3 separate regions of the Mus musculus genome follow, and all the other regions are linked to region 1. Evidence: chromatin contacts called from public Hi-C data. All regions are on one chromosome and are shown on one strand. Each heading gives the region's core, a stretch centred on a gene start, on an enhancer-like site or on the middle of the called end of the contact. The rest is flanking DNA. Distances are from core to core; before and after follow the strand shown. Region 1 holds the start of Tll1 (tolloid-like). Region 2 has its middle 82 kb from the start of Gm35472. Region 3 overlaps Tll1 (tolloid-like).

Region 1 (2,977 bases), core at 271-2,770:
CTCTCTGGTGTTCCCGGCCCGGCGGGGTGAGCCCGCGGGCTTCAGGGAGTGTCAGTGCCTCTGCAGCTCCGGAGAGTACTTCCAGGAAGACACAAATTTGAATGGGGTAGCAACTTGGTATAAATATTATTAGATTTAGTTTTAAATGGGAGAAAAATAACTGGGATCTTATCTACAACTGAGTTCTTTTAAGGTTGTCACAACACCCTTCTGGTCTGGAACTCACACTTAAACTCTTGGTAAAACAAGGAGTGTCCAGAGGCAGAGATGCCATCTCCACCCACCTTTTGGAAAACTCTGCCTACTCGGATATGAACAAACTCTGGGAAACCTCGTCCTGGAACAGCGGAGGTCTTGTCCCTTCCTGGTGCATTGAACCCGCTGCGTGCTGGCATTTAAAACCCACAGAAGCCAGCTGTGTTTATGACTTGTTTAATTTCACAGGGGATGGGGGAGGGATCAGAAACTACAGGACGGGACGTTTGCCTTAAGCGATGGGGGACCAGTGCTTGGCATCTGATCCTACTAGCACAGAACTCCAGGGAACTTGGGCCGCCGCGCAGGGTGGAGAGCCGGGAGGAAAAAGGAGAGGGAGAGAGGAGGGGCAACGATGGAGGGGCTGAGCAGGAGAGAAGGAAACAGGTGAGCTCTCATTGCCTCTTGAAGGAGATTCCAACGTCTTGGTCCCCAGCAGCGCACCACAGTCCCAACTTAGACAGGCACTTACCAGCTTTGCACGGGTCCTTGTAATCTATAGGCTCCGTTTTGTCCTCTTCGTTCCCATCAAAAGTGTAATCATAATCGAGGCCAGCGCAGACCCACAGCACCCGGGAGAAAACAATACCCGAGACCACCAACCACAGGAGCATCCTCGGGGAGAGCGCTTGCAAACCCATCCTCCTCCCCTAGAGGAAAAGGAGGGGACCAGACCCGGAGGGCCGCGTGGATATGCGGGGCTCTAGGGACAGTGTTCTTATCCCGACTGGGAAGCTCCTCGGAAAGACCTGAATGTTCAGGTGTCCGGAGACATGCGGATGTCTTCAGGACGCTAGAGAGGGCAAATGTCTCCCTGTCTCCCCCGGATGCTGGGGAACTTGGCCGGGGGCCCGCGGGTGGGCGGAAGGCAGGTGAGGAGCTCGGCGCAGGGCAGCCGCAGCCAACCCGGCTCGGTCTAGGTCGTCCTTCCAGCGGTCGAACTTCCCGCGATCACGACCGGCCGCGGCGAGAGGCGCACGGCGGGCTCAGCTGCCACCGGAGCTCCGGCTCCCGCGCCGCGCCCCCGCCGCTGTCAGGACCCCGCGGCCGAGAGCGAGCTGCAGCCGCCTGCGCCCGCCGCTGCCACCGCCGCTGCTCGGGGAAGATGAATCCGGTCTGCACATCAGCACATCTGAACTGAAAGGGGAGACCGAGGAAGGGGGTGGGGGATAGGCATTTCTACGCCGCCAGACCTTAAAAGCCTGCCGAAGCTAGGGAAGCTCCCGACTGCCCGGAGAGCAAAGGGGTGTGAGGATTTGGAGTGCCTCTTTCCCCCCCTCTAGGCTGTCTTTTTACCCTCTTCCTAACTTGAAAAAAAAAAAAATCTTCGCAGCATCTAACCCAATCACTCGCATCCTGCTTACTTATTCATACAATCAGGGTCAGGATCCGGGCCACAGCCTCCTCTCTGACTTCGTTTGATAGCCTTATACAAACAAACAGACACGAGCGCGCTGACATTTCCATTTCTATTTTACTAAAGATAAAAAACCGAATGCATTCCGCATTTGCGTCCACGAACAGCAATTAATAGATGAGGTACGTGTCAGTGCAGAGCGCCAGACCGGGGGTGGCGCGAGGGATCGTGACAACTTCGCTGCAAATCTCTCTATCTTGCCCCCACCCCACCCCCAGATAAATAGGCGATGTGTGTTTCTTTCCCTTGCTGCTGTTTAACCTTCCTACCTCAAGAGTGGAAGGAAAAGTATCTGACCTTTCTCTGTTTGGGTAAGAAAACAGGCATCTGTGCAAAGGCAGTCTCCTAACCAACAAAGTTTTACTAAGAACTAGAGAAATTAATTTTTTTTAAAAAAAATCGAGTTCCAGATCGCACCAGCAGGAAACGCTAAGCCCTCGCTGATGGGCTGGAGCTAGGGCTCACGTGGGCGCAGGAAGGGAAGTTGGAATACTCGCCTCGCAAATTTTCTGACAGTTCTGGCGCCCATGCCCAGCGCCTCCTAGTACCCTTCGGCTTCACTTGTTTGATTTCCTCCCTAGGACAGGGTGTAAGAGCCGGCAGCTGGATCAGAGAGGTAAACCACTCCTCAGCCTAGCAGACTCAAGACAAACACAGGTTGTGGGAAATTGGGGAAGGGAAAAAAAAATCAGAGGAAATCTCTGCAAAAAAGCCCCTGGTGTGAGCAATTCCGAGGTTTCCCCACATCTGTAAGTAGTTTCCAAAATAGGTGAGACGACTTCCCCCACCCCCAAGCTTCCGGGAGCCCAGAGAGCTGAGAGCTTTCCTTTTCTAACAATATCTTTTACTGTCACTTTAGCAGGGACTGTCTTCTGGTGCCTTTGTATCTTTATTAGAGGAACCCATCTCTATTCCAAGTAGCCATTTAGGCAAAAGTAAGGAGCCAGGGAGCCATGAATATCGGAATCCTCTGTCTGTCTGTCTGTCTGTCTGTCTGTCTGTCTGTCTGTCTTTGCCTATCTGTCTCTCTTAGGATAGGAAAAAACCACCTTTGGCTTGGAGATGCGACTACTCTATACTTGCTGCAGAAAAGCAAGCAGATAATCTGGACAACATACTGTTTTCTACTTGAAGGAAAAGGGTAGGAGGTAGACTGGAGGTGATTGTTTCTCGCTTGGCAAAGTTGGAGTTTCTTGATGACCACTACAATGATGACCTCTGCCTGTAGATCTTAAACATCTAATCCTGACATACAGAGCAGACCCAGACCGCGGGTTTAAATAGATAAAACATAAAAGAAAAAAC
Region 2 (2,977 bases), core at 281-2,780, 110 kb after region 1:
ACCAGCCAAAGGGTATTTGACAGTATCTGAGGGCCATAGATTGATGAGCAAGCTGTGTGAAAGAAAGCCTTGCCTGCATTTGGCAGAGATAAGAGTTTTCTCAGTCAACCTACCTACATAGGGACCCCTGAGATGGAAAATCCTACCTTCCCTTCCAGGTTCACACATAGCCTATGCCTTGCTTGTACTGACTTACATTGTCCTTTTAAATATAATTGTGTTAAATACTTTTGGTAAACCAGCCAGTGATAGAATGAAGACCTGAGTCGAAGAAAAATCAGGCTCTACACAAAAAATATCCCAAGTGTATTCTCTTCTATTTGAGGTTTCCACATCTAATGTTCTCTTCCCTCTTTGACTCTAGCTAATGGCTTCAGTGAGAATTTGAAAAATCTACCCAGAACAGCAAGGAGAATGGAAGATAGCCAAGGCATACTGTCTAGGGCTCCCCAGTAGGAGCTGAGGACAGTATCAACTCAGCTTCTTATGCTCACAAATTTTTAAAAGTAGAGCTAAGTTGAGAGTGTAGATCTGTTTTTGCTGTGGCTGCTTCTGCCTTTGTAGTAACACTAATCTGGGTAGCATGAGTTTTAAGATGCCAGGAGGTTTGCTTCATTAGCTCTTACATTGTTAAAATATTAGAGATGTCAGTGAACAAGGAATTGTGTTTGTAAAGCACAAGAAACATTTCTTTTATTTTTTTCTCAACTTCCATTTCTGAATATCCATCCTTTTGACATCTTTAATTTCTGGAACATTTTTTTTTCTTTCTGCAAACCTTAGAAGTCAAAGATAATACTAAAATCTTCAAGCTGGGCATCTGCCAGCAGATTCTTCTGGCAGGGATGCTCTGCCTCCTGTGCTGTTTATGAAGTGTCATCATGGCCAGGAGATGTTACCCACTGTAGAGGGCACAGAGAATATATTGTCATTATACTACTCCTTATTCCAGTTGTACAAATAACAACAAGGAAGAATTTATTTGGCATATTGGCATTGGCATTGTTTAGGAGGAAAACACATACCCTCTTCTGAAAATGTATAACTTTAAAATTAATACTGTAAATATATAAAAATACAGGGTAATCAACTTCTATAGGGTTAATTCTACTCAGAGATCTTTATAGATAGTACATGAAATTCACATAAATTATTTTTCTTAAAAAATGACTTCTGTTTTAAATTCAGATGCAATATGTGCCTTTGCCTCATTTGTTGCTTGCTAATGGAAGATGCCCAATAAATATTTGTTGATGACAAGAATCATTTTTAGTGTGTTCTATGCCAAAGAAATTCCAAAGAAGAATGGCTATTTCCCAAGGCCTTGTATATCTGGGCTTCACTTTTAAATAAGCAGTGGTTAACTTTATTGAGGGGACTAGACAGAGGTCACTGGAGGAGTCAGCCAGAATTTGGAAGTGGAATACTGTTGGCTCCTAGCCCTGTTTCGAGTAACTACCCCACCCTATTGTTCCCAGGAGAACAAATGTACACTTGAGTGCCGAGCAGGTGGCACAGGCTGCAGCAATAAACAGCTCCTTTCCTACAGAGGAGCAGTGGACCAACTTTATGGATCCATGAGCTTTCCTGTGGGGAAGCCATTATGTCCAGCTAAAACGGTAACTGAAAACATCCCTCTGTAGCAGCTTCTTAGAAACTGTACTCCTGTTCAGGCTGGAGAGTCTCAACACTTAACTCTCCTCATCTCTTCAGCTGTGCTCACACAAAACCCGCTTCGGAGCAGCTAAAAATCACTCAGTGTGTCTGTGTGCCCTGACAAATATCTGTGGCTTTAATCTGCCTACAAATTAATGCTGGGAAGAGGAAGCCGTTGGGGTTCAATGGGAGAATTTCCCTGTTTTTCCTGTGTTTACTTCCTTTTCTTTCCCTAACGAACTCAACGGCTCTGGAATTCCAAGCCATTAATTGGAATTAAGACACAGCTCATTATCTGGAGCCAAAAGGTTATAATCAAGCCCCTCATACAATCAACCAATATCCTTTTGTTTACTGGAAACTCGACAGGAAAACACTACGTTGTACCTAAATGACTTGTAAAGTTATTTTCATAAAATGCTCGGTGAATTTTCCTAATTAATCAGAAGTCTTTGGCACAAAGAGTCAAACATTTGAGATCTGACACACAGGCTGGCAGCAAGTTTGTCAGCAGAAATTGTCTTTTGTGCAGGCCATGTGCTACCTGGCACGAAAGGGCCCTAGTAAATCTTGATGGCAATTACAACACAATAGTTAATTAGCCTTTTCTTTGTCCTTAAGAACTTCTTTAGAGCCTTTCACATTAACAAATTGGAAAACTAGATTCTCTACTTTGGTCTGCACATACACACACACTCAAAAAAAAAAAAAAAAAAAAAAGACACCGAGTTTTTCCTTGTTTTCCAAAGGATATCCCTTATGCTGACAGGATTCCATGGCGTGAGCCCCACCGTACCAAGCCAAAGACCCAAGCTGGCCAAAGAAAACGCTGACCCTACTGGATTTGAGAGGGTCAAGGAGTTTAATGGTGAATGGAGAGGGACCATGAAGACTGAAGTTAATCTTTTATTTATGCTAAACATTGATAATCAGAGAGTAATAGAAGCCACAAAAGCCAGGAAGCTAAAAAGAAAAATTAACAGAAAGAAAAAAGTTAGGCCATTATTTGTTTGCTTTGACAGCTATTACTGTGAATTTGATGGAAATTCTGCTTTTTAAAGAAGCATTTTTCATCAAAATAAGTGCATATATTTTACGATGATCTATATTTAAATGAAAACAGTATTGAATATCTCAAACTACAACATAGTAAATTAAGAATCCTGAATTTACACCATATTTTTAATTAGAGGTTAAATGGATTCCTTAAGTGGGCTGCATTGAGACTACCTTAGAAATAGTTTACAATTTACTTCTGCTAAAAGCACTTTGGTTAAAGAACATGGCCAGAGTAATTTAAAAATGGCTTTCCAATGAAAAG
Region 3 (2,977 bases), core at 184-2,683, 99 kb before region 1:
TTACTTCCAATTATTTTGTTTAATCACTATATTGTCTTCATTAAGATGACTAAATTCTTTTTAATTTAATTTTAATTTTCCTTTATTTTTATCCTCCATATTCAATTCCCATCCACCCTCCGACTGCTCCACATCCCACACCTCCTCCCACTCCACGCTGTCTCCCTATATCTATTCAATACAGTACTCGAAGTGTTAGCTAGAACAATAAGACAACAAAAAGAGTTAAAGGGGATACAAATTGGTAAAGAAAAAATAATGGTATCAATATTGGCAGATGATATGATAGTATACATAAGCGACCCCAAAAATTCTACCAGAAAATTTCTCCAGTTGATGAACAACTTCAACAAGTTGGCTGGTTATAAAATTAATTCAAATAAATCAGTATCCTTCCTTTATACAAAGGATAAACAGGCTGAGAAAGAAATTAGGGAAATAATTCCCTTCACAATCGCCACAAATAATATAAAATATCTTGATCTTTGACAAAGATGCCAAAAATATACAATGGGGAAAAGAAAGCATCTTCAATAAATGGTGCTGGTCTAACTGGCTGTCTGTATGTAGAAGAATTAAAATAGAGCCATATTTGTCACCTTGCACTAAGTTCAAGTCCAAGTGGATCAAGGACCTCAACATAAAACCAGATACACTGAATCTAATAGAAGAGAAAGTGGCAAAGAGTCTTGAACTTATTTACTAAATTCTTTAGCTATTTTCTATTTTTAAAATGTCTCAGGACATAGAAGTTCAAGTGTCCCATTACACTATAAGCTACATGAGGGCAAGGGGCTCTCCCTCTTCTATTCACTGCTAGCACAAGCATCCAGGGCAATGTATTCAAGACAGACACTACATATTGAAGAGCTTACTTAAATATCTAGCCAACTTCCTTAGCTTTTCTACATCCATGAGGAGTATTTCAGTGTATATCCCCCAAGTTTCACTCTCAGTAAAGATAACAAATAAATAAACCACCTCCCTATACACTGATTAGCTCATCTTGGGGAAAATCATTTTCCTTCAGCTTTCTCAGTTCAAGTACAACCAGTAATCCTGAAGCCTCCCTTTTCCCCCAGCAGTCAGTCCTGCTGGCTATACCTTTAAGCTATGCCCAGAATCCTTCTCATGGACTGCAATGTGAGTACCCTTTTCTAAGGGCCTATCATTTGACGTGTGGAGTGCTGGATGGTTCACTAAATTTTTCTCCATTTCTTTCTTACCTCACTATCACAGTGTGTGCCATTATTCAGCAACTCTGTGGTAAATTGTGTCAATGCTCAAAACTACTCATTTCCCATCTCTGGCTGATGATTACGAGTGTCTGTTTCACTAATGCTGGGTTTGGTTAAACAGCTTGCTCTGGACAATAGCACAGAAGCCAAACTGTCATCTCTAGGGAAAACATTGAAGACTCAACACATGGCTGACCATGTGGTCGCCATTTGGTCTGCTGTAAGAAGAGCTGTGTCCAGAATGAGGCATCTTCATGATACTGCACATAGGACTTAGATAGTCATATGTTAGTAAAAAGCATTTGTTGCTCTAAGGTATAGAGGCATGTTAGATTTAATGGCATAGATTCATGGAGCTGACAAAATCTGGCTGTCTGAAATCTTAAATTATCTTCATTACTATCTATAAATATTAGCACATATAGCTCATCTCTCACTACTATCCACAAATATTAGCAGTTATACCTCATTTCTCACTACTATCCATAAATATTAGCACATATAGCTCATCTCTCACCATTATCCACAAATATTAGGACATATAGCTAATCCCTCACCATTAGCCATGTTGTCATTGCCATGTTATCACTGCCCCCTCTTTTACCTTGAACATGAAGTAAACTCATGCCTCACTATCTTTTTGTCTATCACAGCAGAAAGTCCAACCTCTGAAATATTCACGTGGCTCTCTTCCATCCCCCTTTCAAGTCTCCCCACAAATTTGACCTTTAATCTTCTCAGCTTAGTTTCATTTTCTCTAAGAAAGTGTTGTGTTATTTTTCTGATTCTTGTCTGTATTTTATAGAATGTAAGCGTTTTAGGAGACAGGACCCCAACCTGCTCACTACCCCAGCTCTAGCTCACAGAATAGAGCCTCACAGATGTCACAGCCTCCATAAACCCTACATGAGAAATTAGGTCCTATAAGTCAGAAATGAGATGAGATGCCAGTGGCAAAACAGGTACAGCAAGGGACAAGGGGCTCTTTCTGATCTTTGCTCCTCAACCTGGCTCTCTAGTTTTTCCTTTGCATGAGGTTAAGAATTTATTTTAAAACCTCCCAATAAATTACTTTTTATTAAATTAACTTGTCTCTATTGTTTGCATACAATAATCTTGGCTAGCAACATCTTTTAAATGAAATTCTCTTGCAGAAAGAAAACACCTTCTGTTCAATGTTATAGTCCCTCCCAACTAGTATGAATGTGTCATAAAATGGTGTACACATGAAATAAATATATGATAATCTCATGGGTATCTTATTTCAAACAGACTAAATCCAAATACTGAAGCAAAACCTAAAAAAAAAAAAAGTTAAATAAATTAAATTGGTAGGTTTATTGAAAATAAAACATTAAAAAGTATTAGAAAAATGTTGCTGAAGAGGCTAATAATACAATAGAGATAAAGAACATTAGACTAAAGTTAACAAATTTAATGACATAAATATCTCATAAAAAATCAAAGAATTTTCACTAAAATATATCACATTTTATTGATAGTTTTCTTATAGTAAGTACTACTATTGTTACTACTATTGTTCTTATAGTAATTGCTACTATTACAGCTATTCATTGAAAACATTACTTTTTCATCATAATTTCTTTAAATAGGGAGGAAAATTAAAGTATAAATCCTATTGAAAAAGATAACATATATTCACTTTTTTTTATAAAAACATACATTCTGGTAAACATTAGTGAATAGTTATAACATAAAACCATGAGACTCACTGCACC

Evidence for each region. A called contact is a pair of places that touch in the nucleus more often than the background predicts.
Region 2: a contact with region 1 is called in a Hi-C map of cerebellar granule neurons, with 1.8 times the contacts expected there. The contact joins the enhancer-like site here to the promoter of Tll1 in region 1. A contact is called at or near these places in 2 of 39 promoter capture datasets (the 3T3-L1 cell line and liver), 3 of 484 Hi-C or Micro-C datasets (brain, cerebellar granule neurons and uterus), 2 of 115 datasets of contacts at active chromatin or transcription factors (embryonic stem cells and heart atrium) and 2 of 9 other capture datasets (adipose tissue and embryonic stem cells).
Region 3: a contact with region 1 is called in a Hi-C map of cerebellar granule neurons, with 1.7 times the contacts expected there. The contact joins the enhancer-like site here to the promoter of Tll1 in region 1. A contact is called at or near these places in 1 of 39 promoter capture datasets (pre-B cells), 3 of 484 Hi-C or Micro-C datasets (brain and cerebellar granule neurons), 1 of 115 datasets of contacts at active chromatin or transcription factors (embryonic stem cells) and 3 of 9 other capture datasets (embryonic stem cells, liver and pancreatic islet).

The regions. Positions count from the first base shown.
Region 1 is chr8:64,204,488-64,207,464 of GRCm38.p6, forward strand. It overlaps Tll1 (tolloid-like), which reads right to left and starts at 1,521. Exons shown (of 21, transcript NM_009390.3): 1 at 728-1,521. The coding sequence starts at 896.
Region 2 is chr8:64,317,156-64,320,132 of GRCm38.p6, forward strand. No RefSeq gene overlaps it. Among named protein-coding and RNA genes, the nearest start is that of Gm35472, 82 kb to the left of the region's middle. Within about 2 kb of position 1,531, at least 15 of the 459 cell types and tissues checked have an H3K27ac peak or open chromatin away from gene starts, as enhancers often do. A contact at or near this core is called in adipose tissue and cerebellar granule neurons, where this site is marked.
Region 3 is chr8:64,105,963-64,108,939 of GRCm38.p6, forward strand. All of the region lies in intron 5 of Tll1 (tolloid-like), which reads right to left. Among named protein-coding and RNA genes, the nearest start is that of Tll1, 99 kb to the right of the region's middle. Within about 2 kb of position 1,434, at least 3 of the 459 cell types and tissues checked have an H3K27ac peak or open chromatin away from gene starts, as enhancers often do. A contact at or near this core is called in cerebellar granule neurons, where this site is marked.